Linked DNA regions of Mus musculus: region 1 is linked to region 2. Evidence: chromatin contacts called from public ChIA-PET data. All regions are on one chromosome and are shown on one strand. Each heading gives the region's core, a stretch centred on a gene start, on an enhancer-like site or on the middle of the called end of the contact. The rest is flanking DNA. Distances are from core to core; before and after follow the strand shown.

What was found. ChIA-PET counts read pairs in DNA pulled down with a chosen protein or histone mark.
Region 1: an RNA polymerase II ChIA-PET map of memory CD8 T cells shows a contact between it and region 2, with 42 read pairs. The contact joins two enhancer-like sites. A contact is called at or near these places in 2 of 115 datasets of contacts at active chromatin or transcription factors (effector CD8 T cells and memory CD8 T cells) and 1 of 9 other capture datasets (pancreatic islet).

The regions. Positions count from the first base shown.
Region 1 is chr7:80,830,185-80,835,009 of GRCm38.p6, reverse strand. No RefSeq gene overlaps it. Among named protein-coding and RNA genes, the nearest start is that of Zscan2, 28 kb to the left of the region's middle. Within about 2 kb of position 1,834, at least 161 of the 459 cell types and tissues checked have an H3K27ac peak or open chromatin away from gene starts, as enhancers often do. A contact at or near this core is called in effector CD8 T cells and memory CD8 T cells, where this site is marked.
Region 2 is chr7:80,447,020-80,451,451 of GRCm38.p6, reverse strand. No RefSeq gene overlaps it. Among named protein-coding and RNA genes, the nearest start is that of Gm44851, 45 kb to the right of the region's middle. Within about 2 kb of position 1,456, at least 46 of the 459 cell types and tissues checked have an H3K27ac peak or open chromatin away from gene starts, as enhancers often do. A contact at or near this core is called in effector CD8 T cells and memory CD8 T cells, where this site is marked.

The DNA.
Region 1 (4,825 bases), core at 585-3,084, 380 kb before region 2:
AATTAATTTCCAAGTTATTCACATCGGAAGTGGCTCAAGTTAAAAGGAATTTAAACTAATTGTTCTATTTTTATTAATAGTAAAAATGAAAATAAATTATTGTTTCTAAATTTGTTCACTTTTATATGAATTATCTGAAATCTCTCAATGAATAAAATTAATAAATAATTCTTAAAATTAACTTAAAATTAATGTGTCTATTCAAAGGAATTTAAACTAGAAAATATTCCTAAATTTATGTATATAAATGTGTTTGTGTATATAAACATAAATGGTGTCCTTGGCTAGTTTTATGTCAACTTGGCACAAGCTAGAGTCATCTGAAAGGAAGAAACCTCAATAGAGAAAATACTTCTCAAAGACCAAGATGTTTTCTTCTTCTTCTTCTTTTTTTTTTTTTTTTGGAAAGATGTATTTATTTTATTTATATGAGTACACTGTAGCTGTCAGACACAGCAGAAGAGGACATTGGATCCCATTACAGATGGTTGTGAGCCACCATGTGGTTGCTGGGAATAGAACTCAGGACCTCTGGAAGAGCAGTCAGTGCTCTTAACGGCTGAGCCATCTCTCCAGCCCCCTAAGATGTTTTCTTAATTAGCGATTGAAGCAGGAGAGCCTGTCCATTGTAGGTGGTTTTATCCCTGGGCTGGTAGTCCTGGGTTTTATAAGAAAGCTGGCTGATATTGCTAGGACAAGCCAGTTAACAGCACCCCCCCACACACACACACCCTACGCCCCCCCAACCCTCCAGCCCCCCCAACACCCCCCCCCCCCAACTCCCGCCTCTGCATCAGCTTCTGCCTCCAGGTTCCAGGCCTGCTTAAGTTCCTTCCTATCCTGACTTCCTTTGGTGATGAACAGTAATGTTGAAGTATAAGCTAAATAAACTTTTTCCTTCCCAACTTGCTTTTTGATCATGGTGTTTCATTCAGGTGGTCCCTCCTGTCTCTGCTCTCTGCTTCTCTTTCCAGTACTGGGATTGAAGATGTATGTTTTTTTTTTTTCTTTGTTTGTTTCTTTGTTTGTTTTTTGAGACAGGCTTTTTCTCTATAGATCCCTAGCTATCCTGGAACTCAACTATGTCGACCAGGTAGCCTCCTGTGTGCTGGGATCAAAAGTATGCACCGCCACGCCCATGCGTAGCCACGCCCATGCCACTTTTCCTGCTGAGCCTTTTCTGAGAGCTAGTGGTGTGAACTCGGGTCCCAAAGCTTGTATAGCAAGTACTTTACCCACAGAGCTATCTCTTAGTCTCCCCTCACCCCCAAACTAAGTTTCACTAGCCCAGGTTAGCCTGAACTCCTATGTACTTGAGTATGCGTATGAACTCCTAATCCTCTTGCAAATACCGGAATTACAGATGTATGCCGCTATGCCAAGCTTAGGTGGAAATTTTTAAATGTCCAGTGCTTGATCATAGCCAATCAGGCGGGGCTGGTGAGATGGCTCAGTGGGTAAGAGCACCCGACTGCTCTTCCGAAGGTCTGGAGTTCAAATCCCAGCAACCACATGGTGGCTCACAACCACCCGTAATGAGATCTGATGCCCTCTTCTGGTGCGTCTGAAGACAGCTACAGTGTACTTACATATAATAAATAAATAAATCTTAAAAAAAAAAACTTATAAAAAAAACTTATATAACCAATCAGGCTAACTTAAATAAGAAAGTAATATTTAATAACTCATAAAACAGTGTTTTTGTATTTAGAAAGAAGCAGCTGCATTGAGACAACAGAAACGGATGAACTGGCGCTGCCCTTGGAGCCCTGCACCTGCAGCAGGGAGTCTGGCGCTGGTGGAGAAGCCCCGCCTCCTTCCCGGATCAAGCCGACAGCAAGCCAGGGGCTGTGTGATTGGTGCAAGCTGCTCTTAAAGGAGCACCAGCTGCCTCTCAGCTTCTCTGCTACAAAACCTCAGTGCCCACGAGAGTTGGATCAACAGGTGGCAAGGCGCTCATCCCTTGAAATTAAGATTTTTGTCTGCTTTAAATATATAAATAACATTTGCCACTACACCTTTATTTCTGACTGCTCTTAAACGTTTACTGTGTTCTGCATGTCTTGTTTATAAAATATTGGTTTATAATTTATAATTTATAACGTACATATTGCTCTATAAATTATGGTAATGATACCAGGAATAAAAATTAAGGATTTTTTAAATTCTATATTTTATTTATTTGCATTTCAAATGTTATCCCCTTTCCTGGTTTCCCCTCCACAAACCCCCTATCCCATGCCCCCTTCCCTCTGCTTTTATAAGAATGCTCCCCCACCCACCAACCCAACCCCTCCTCATCGCCCTGGCATTCCCCAACACTGGGTCATCAAGCCTTCACAGGACCAAGGGCATCTCCTTCCATTGATGCCAGATAAGGCCATCCTCTGCTACATATGCAGCTGGAGCCATGTGTACTCCTTGGTTGGTGGCTTAGTCCCTGGGAGCTCTGGGGGATCTGGTTGGTTGATATTGTTGTTCCTCCTATAGGGTTGCAATCCCCCCCCCCTTTTTTTTTAGAAGTTTACAGCATTAACAAAGGTTAAGAATCACTGGCTCTTGAAATTCCGCCCCCACCACCACTTCCTTTCAGCTTGCTTGAGCCCTGGCAAGGCTCCAGCAAGCCCTTCCTGTCAGCCCAACGTGCCAATAACAGCTTCCTCAGCCAATCAAGGTTCTTGCCATTTTCCCATCTTGTTAACCCCTTTCCTGTGCTGACACTGCCTTCGGCTTAAACCTAATCACACGGGAAACTGTTATGCTCTATAATGATATACCAGATAAAGGTCAGAAAGGGTGGTAGTCTCTTTATGGAGTATGTTTTTGGGGTTAAAAAGTTTTATTTTGATATTAGAAGAGCTTCAATTCAAAACTGACTTTTAAGGCTCAAACATAACAGAGATAGATAACCAGTATCCTTGTAAATGATCAAATAATTTAATCTGTTCAGAAATATATAAGAAGCCATGCTAAGAACTGATGCAGTTAATTTCAAGATTAAGCTTTATTTAGTCTTCTGTTTTATATTTTCAAGGTATAGTTTAGAGCAGATAACTAAAAACAGGTAGGTACTAGCCCTCAAACCAGTCAGAGATCTCCTGAATGTGGCATTTAGTATGTTTAAACTTACCACGACAGACAGAGACTCCCAAATCCTAACAGTGACCCTCCAAGGTATCCAAGAAAATATGGGCACAACCACAAAGGACATAACTACTGGACATAACTGCCCCAGCGCCTCGCCCACTGCCAGAGCCCGGCCTGAGCTGTGGACAGAGGACAACCAGACAACTGATTGCCACACTTTGCTTAAGATGAGATGAGGACAGTCTCTCCCAAGTTCCTCATCCACAGAAAAGGCCTCTTCATCTTCTGGGCCTGATGGCCAAAGACTGCCATTGTCCTTGATGCAATGGAGACCACAGGAACTTGGGACAAATGGCCAGGTCATGAAATATGGACTAGTTTCTGTCATTTTAACTGACACATAGGCCATTTAGATAGTAGTTTATCCTTCTCAGGTCTCTGATAATATTGATGGCTAAGCTAATTATAGCTTAACAGCTAGAGAACAACAGGCAACTAGCTCCTTCAGGTAGTTTGCTGCTGTGTTAGTTCATTAGTCTATTCACTAGTTAGATTTGTTTTGTTTTGAGACAGGGTTTCTCTGGCTGTCCTGAAACTCACTCTGTAGACCAGGCTGGCTTCGAACTCAGAAATCCGCCTGCCTCTACCTCCCAAGTGCTGGGATTAAAGGTGTGCGCCACCACCGCCCAGCAGTTAGTTTTGTTTTGGTTTGGTTTTTGGTTTTTCAAGACAGGGTTTCTCTGTTTAGCTCTGGCTGTCCTGGAACTCACTCTGTAGACCAGGCTGGCCTCGAACTCAGAAATCCGCTTGCCTCTGCCTCCTGAGTGCTGGGATTAAAGGCGTGCGCCACCACGCCCGGTTTGCCTGTTCTTGAGAATGGATTTGCCCCTTGGTCTGGGGATTCTTTACCTTCTGCAATTGCTCGACAATTTTAACTTCTGTCCGAGTCTATATTTGTCTCAGCAGATTTTCACCTGGCTGACAGACTCCATCCAGGAATCACCTGAGGACCGCAAGCTGCCCAAGCTCTGGATTGGCTGAAAACTGATGTTAACCAGTCCAGCTGAGGTGGGTACTTGCACTGCCTGCAGCTGGCTCTGTCCTCAGCTGTGCCTTTCTCCTGGAGGCAACCACAGGGACAACCCACGTTTGGTTGAGAATCCAATCCATGTAAAGCATGGAGCCAGCTTGCCCACCTCTTCAATGATGTGTCTGCAGAGTCCACAAATCGGGAGCCCCGGGGGTTTCCCTGAGTCATGCGGAAGTGTGATGGAGTAGCTCACCCTCTTAGTCAATCCTCTTGCTCCTCATTGGTGGTCCCTTGGTTTCAGTTCTCTTTGACCTTCTGACCTGCGCTCTATTTTAGCCTAAATGACGGCAGGGAAGAATCCGGCTCCCACTGGTGTGGTCATGTTCCTATTAATAAATCAGCGCACAGACGTGTGCTTCTCACAATGGCACTTAGTCAGAGCACCTTGGAGCTATGGGGACTTTAGGGTCACCTGCATGGAACAAGAACTTGACACGGAAAACAGGATTTCTAAAAATCGAGATTCCTGGGCTGGTGAGATGGCTCAGTGGGTAAGAGCACCCGACTGCTCTTCCGAAGGTCCGAAGTTCAAATCCCAGCAACCACATGGTGGCTCACAACCACCCATAATGAGATCTGACGCCCTCTTCTGACAGCTACAGTGTACTTACATATAATAAATAAATAAATAAATAAATAAATAAATCT
Region 2 (4,432 bases), core at 207-2,706:
AGCCAGAGGCCAGCAGAAGCTCAGCATCCTTGGGTCTCTTCCATAAGAGGCGCCTTGAGCTCCCTCTCCTCTTGACCAGCAGTACAGTAACTCCATTAATGTCAGAGGAATGTCAGCATCTGGTGGCTGTGCAGGAGGTTAACTGCAGAAGCAAGTGCCCACTCAAGCTCCAGTAGACAGCATCCCTCCCAACTGCCTGTGCCTGGCTCACAGTGAGGACTTGAGCATCTAGAATCAGCCTAGGAAGGATCAGCAGGGCACTGCCCTGACCTCAAAAGTCAGGGAACTGTAAGCTCCATGGCCTCGCTGAGCCTCCTGTTTGTTTGGTTGGTTGGTTGGTTGGTTAGTTGGTTGGTTTAGTTGGGTTTGATTTCTCTGTGTAGTCCTAGCTGTCCTAGAACTTGCTCTGTAGACCAGGCTGGCCTTGAACTCAGGTCTGCTTGCCTCTACTTCCCAAGTGCTGGGATTAACGGCATGAGCCATCACCACCAGTTTCTCCTTTTACTTGAGATAGTCTCACTAAATTGCCCAGGAAGACTTTGAACTTGCAATCCTGCCTTAGCCTCCAGAGTAGCTGAAATTATAGGTCCACACCACCAGAATCAGCTCAATCTCTCATCTACACAATAAATATCAGCCCTGTCACTGCCTCCCTCCCTGGTGGTTGTGGATATCCCTCTTAAAGGAGAGGCAGGCAGTGTGGTCTCACTCTATGCTCAATCTAACCCCTAAACTCCCAAGTAAATATACCACGGGCATATGCTACCATGTCCTTCTGGCCAGATACTCTACAAATACTAATTGGCCCAAACCCAGCCCTAGCCCTCAGCAGGCAGTGGGAACACACACACACACCCCAGAGAAGGAAAGACAGCAAAGCCAGGAGTGTGGGGGCCAGTTATGTGTGACGTGGAAGGTGCACAGGAGCTGCACTGAAGGTCGGACTTCTCGGCCAGGGGTCTGGTTTCTGGTTGGCCCCAGGGGTTCTCTGACTCCCTGTCTGCCCTCCCCTACTGGAAAGAATGAGCAAACCCCCTGCCTCACCATCTGGGTAGCCACCCCTAAACAGAAAGCTCTGTGGCCTGATGCTCTCCACTGTGAGACAATCACCCTTAGCCAAGTCACCTGCCCAGGCAGAAGGTGATGGGGACCTGTAGTGAGAATTTTGGTTTCTTTAAAAACACAGAAATGTTGTAAGGACATGTTTTGTCTAACCCCAAGGGTGGGGTGTGGGGCTGCCTTAGATTGTCCACAGCAGCTTACTGATTTGCCTCACTCACGCTCTAGCGGGAGTACGAATTTGCCAGTTGCAGATAGTTTGTTTTGAGTGGGTGACATTTGGCATTTGGGGGGCTTTTCAGAGAATGTATGAATGCTAGAGCCCCAGTAAGTGTGTGTGTGTGGCTGGTTGGTGGTTGGAGGCTGCTCGTTGCTGTTGATTGTGGTTTGTCAAATCGTCATGCAGAGGAGAAGAGAAGAAAGTAGATATCCTGATGGCAAAGATCAAACTTGCCCCTAATCAGCAGGAAGTGGTCGAAAGATATCATTGCCTTTTACAGAGGTAATCTCTCGTGCAATGTATGGAAGCTTAAGCTGTCAATAAAAAATCCTATGGCCAATGAGCTGAGGCAGGATTAGAAGGTGGGATATCCAGCAGAGAGAGAGAGAGAGAGAATTCTGGGAGATATTCAGGCGCAGGAGATTCACTCCAGACACAGAAGAGGATTGTCACATGAAACTGAGGACTGGGTAGCCAGTTGCATGGCAAGACTTAGACTAGACTAAACAGGCTGTTAAGCCATGAGCTAGTCGGGGATCAAGCAAAGCTTTTGGCCTAGGCATTTATTCATGAACTATTAGGTCTCAGAGCCGTTATTTCTGGGAACAAAGTGGACGGGTGGGAAAACACAAGATTTTTAACAATTAAAAACAGATGGTTTAATCCCAGCACTTGGGAGGCAGAGGCAGGCGGATTTCTGAGTTCGAGGCCAGCCTGGTCTACAAAGTGAGTTCCAGGACAGCCAGGGCTACACAGAGAAACCCTGTCTTGAAAAACCAAAAAAAAAAAAAAGATGGTTTTAACTACACCTTGTCGTATCCCTGATCTCTCTCTCTCTCTCTCTCTCTCCCTCCCTCCCTCCCTCCCCCCCCCCCCTTCTTTCTCTCCTACCTAATGTTAGGGAGTTGAAAGGAAGGAAGAGGATTTCCGATCCTCCCTTCAGACCTCCCAGGCATTCCTCCTTGGTCTCTTTCCAGCTCATGGCCTTTTTCCTTTAATTGCTGTTACATGCATACAGGTAACATAAGCTACAACACTAAACCAGCAAGATCCCTTACCGCATTCAAACCCTTGTCCTTACACACACACAGGTGTGTACAGTCTTCATCCCTCATCAAGAAAACCTCTCTGCAACAGATGGAGACCACTACAGAGAACCACAGCCGGTCAAAATGCAGAGGCGTGCCAGAAATGTTAGTGTCATCATGGTCCATCGTGGTCAGTGATGGTGAGGCCTTAAAGAGGGACGAAGACTTTCCCTGTGGGCTAATTCTCTATGGCTTTGGTTTTTGGTCTTTGGTTTTTGGTTTTTTTCGAGACAGGGTTTCTCTGTGTAGCCCTGGCTGTCCTGGAACTCACTCTGTAGACCAGGCTGGCCTCAAACTCAGAAATCCGCCTGCCTCTGCCTCCCTAGTGCCGGGATTAAAGGTGTGCGCCACCACGCCCGGCCTTGCCTGCCTCTCTTTATGGCTTTGTTAATGTCCTAGTTTGCTTTCTGTCGCTGTGATAAAGACTATGACCAAAAGCAACCTGGAAAGGAAAAAGTTTATTACATCTTAGGACTTACAGTCCATCCCTCTTCCATTGCTGAGGAAGGCAGGGCAGGGATTCCAGGCAGGAACTGAAGCAGAGACCGTGGAGGAGTGCTGCTCACTGGCTCTGTTGATGGCTTGCTCAGCCTGCCTTCCTATCCCACCCATGACTGACCTGTTCAGGGGTGGCTCCACCCTCGGGGGCTGGGGCTCTCTCACAACAATGATGAATTTAAAAAATGCCCCACAGGCCTGCCTCTAGGTGCTCCCTCAATTAAGGTTCCCTCTTCCCAGATGACTCTAGGTTGTATCAAGTTGACAAAAAAAATAAAAATAAAAAAATAAATTAAAAAAAAAAAACCAACCACCTAGTCAGTGACCACACAGTGCATTATCATAGAGCGTGTTTGTCCCATGTCAGTGACCTCACAGTGCATTATCATAGAGCGTGTTTGTTCCATGTCAGTGACCTCACAGTGCATTATCATAGAGCGTGTTTGTTCCATGTCAGTGACCTCACAGTGCATTATCATAGAGCGTGTTTGTCCCATGTCAGTGACCTCACAGTGCATTATCATAGAGCGTGTTTGTTCCATGTCAGTGACCTCACAGTGCATTATCATAGAGCGTGTTTGTCCCATGTCAGTGACCTCACAGTGCATTATCATAGAGCGTGTTTGTCCCATGTCAGTGACCTCACAGTGCATTATCATAGAGCGTGTTTGTCCCATGTCAGTGACCTCACAGTGCATTATCATAGAGCGTGTTTGTCCCATGTCAGTGACCTCACAGTGCATTATCATAGAGCGTGTTTGCCCCGTTGAAATTTCACTTTCTGCCCTGAGTTCAAATCACAGACGTCACTGCCTTTACAGTGTTGAGCTAATTAAACTTTTTCTTTATAAGTAACTTGTTCTCAGGTATTTCCATATATATATAAAACAAACGGCAGCAGACGCCCTTCCTCCCGCCCCCCAAATAAAAGGCAGGTTCTGTCACTGGCTCTACTGCTTTGCAGGCGTCTCCCTCTGCTTGTAGATCTAGGTTCTACCCAGTGCCTGAGAATGGGTAGATAAGTGCATGGTGCATGGTGCTTGCTTGATAGGCAGGTGGATGTAAGGAGCTGAGGGCGGGGTCGGTAGGTAGATGGATGGATCATGAATGGGGTTGGGTAATGAGCGAATGGGGAGAATCAGTCAGTGAGGGGCATGTGGGAGGATGAGTGGGAGGATGGATGGATGAATGGATGGGCGGATGAGTGGGGCAAAGAGGTAGCCATGGGAGTGCATGTGGGCTATGAGGAAGACAGATGTGGTGGCATTTACCTAGACTTTCCTCATGGGAGAATAAGATAGGAGGATAGGGACAGGGCCTCGAGTCTATGGACCATGGCATCTCGTAGCCCATGGAAGTGATAGGCCAAGCCACTGTGGCCTGGTGCCAACCTCCCTTCCAAGACAAAGGCAAAGTTTCTTCTGGTTGACCTCATATTCATACAGTTGATGTCATGTAGTTAGCCAGCCCCCCATTTACTGACCTGAAGCTCCATTCGGTATCGTGTGCTTAGTTTTATACAGTCCCCAGCATCTGCTTTCAGCTCCCTTTTCTATCTTATGCACCT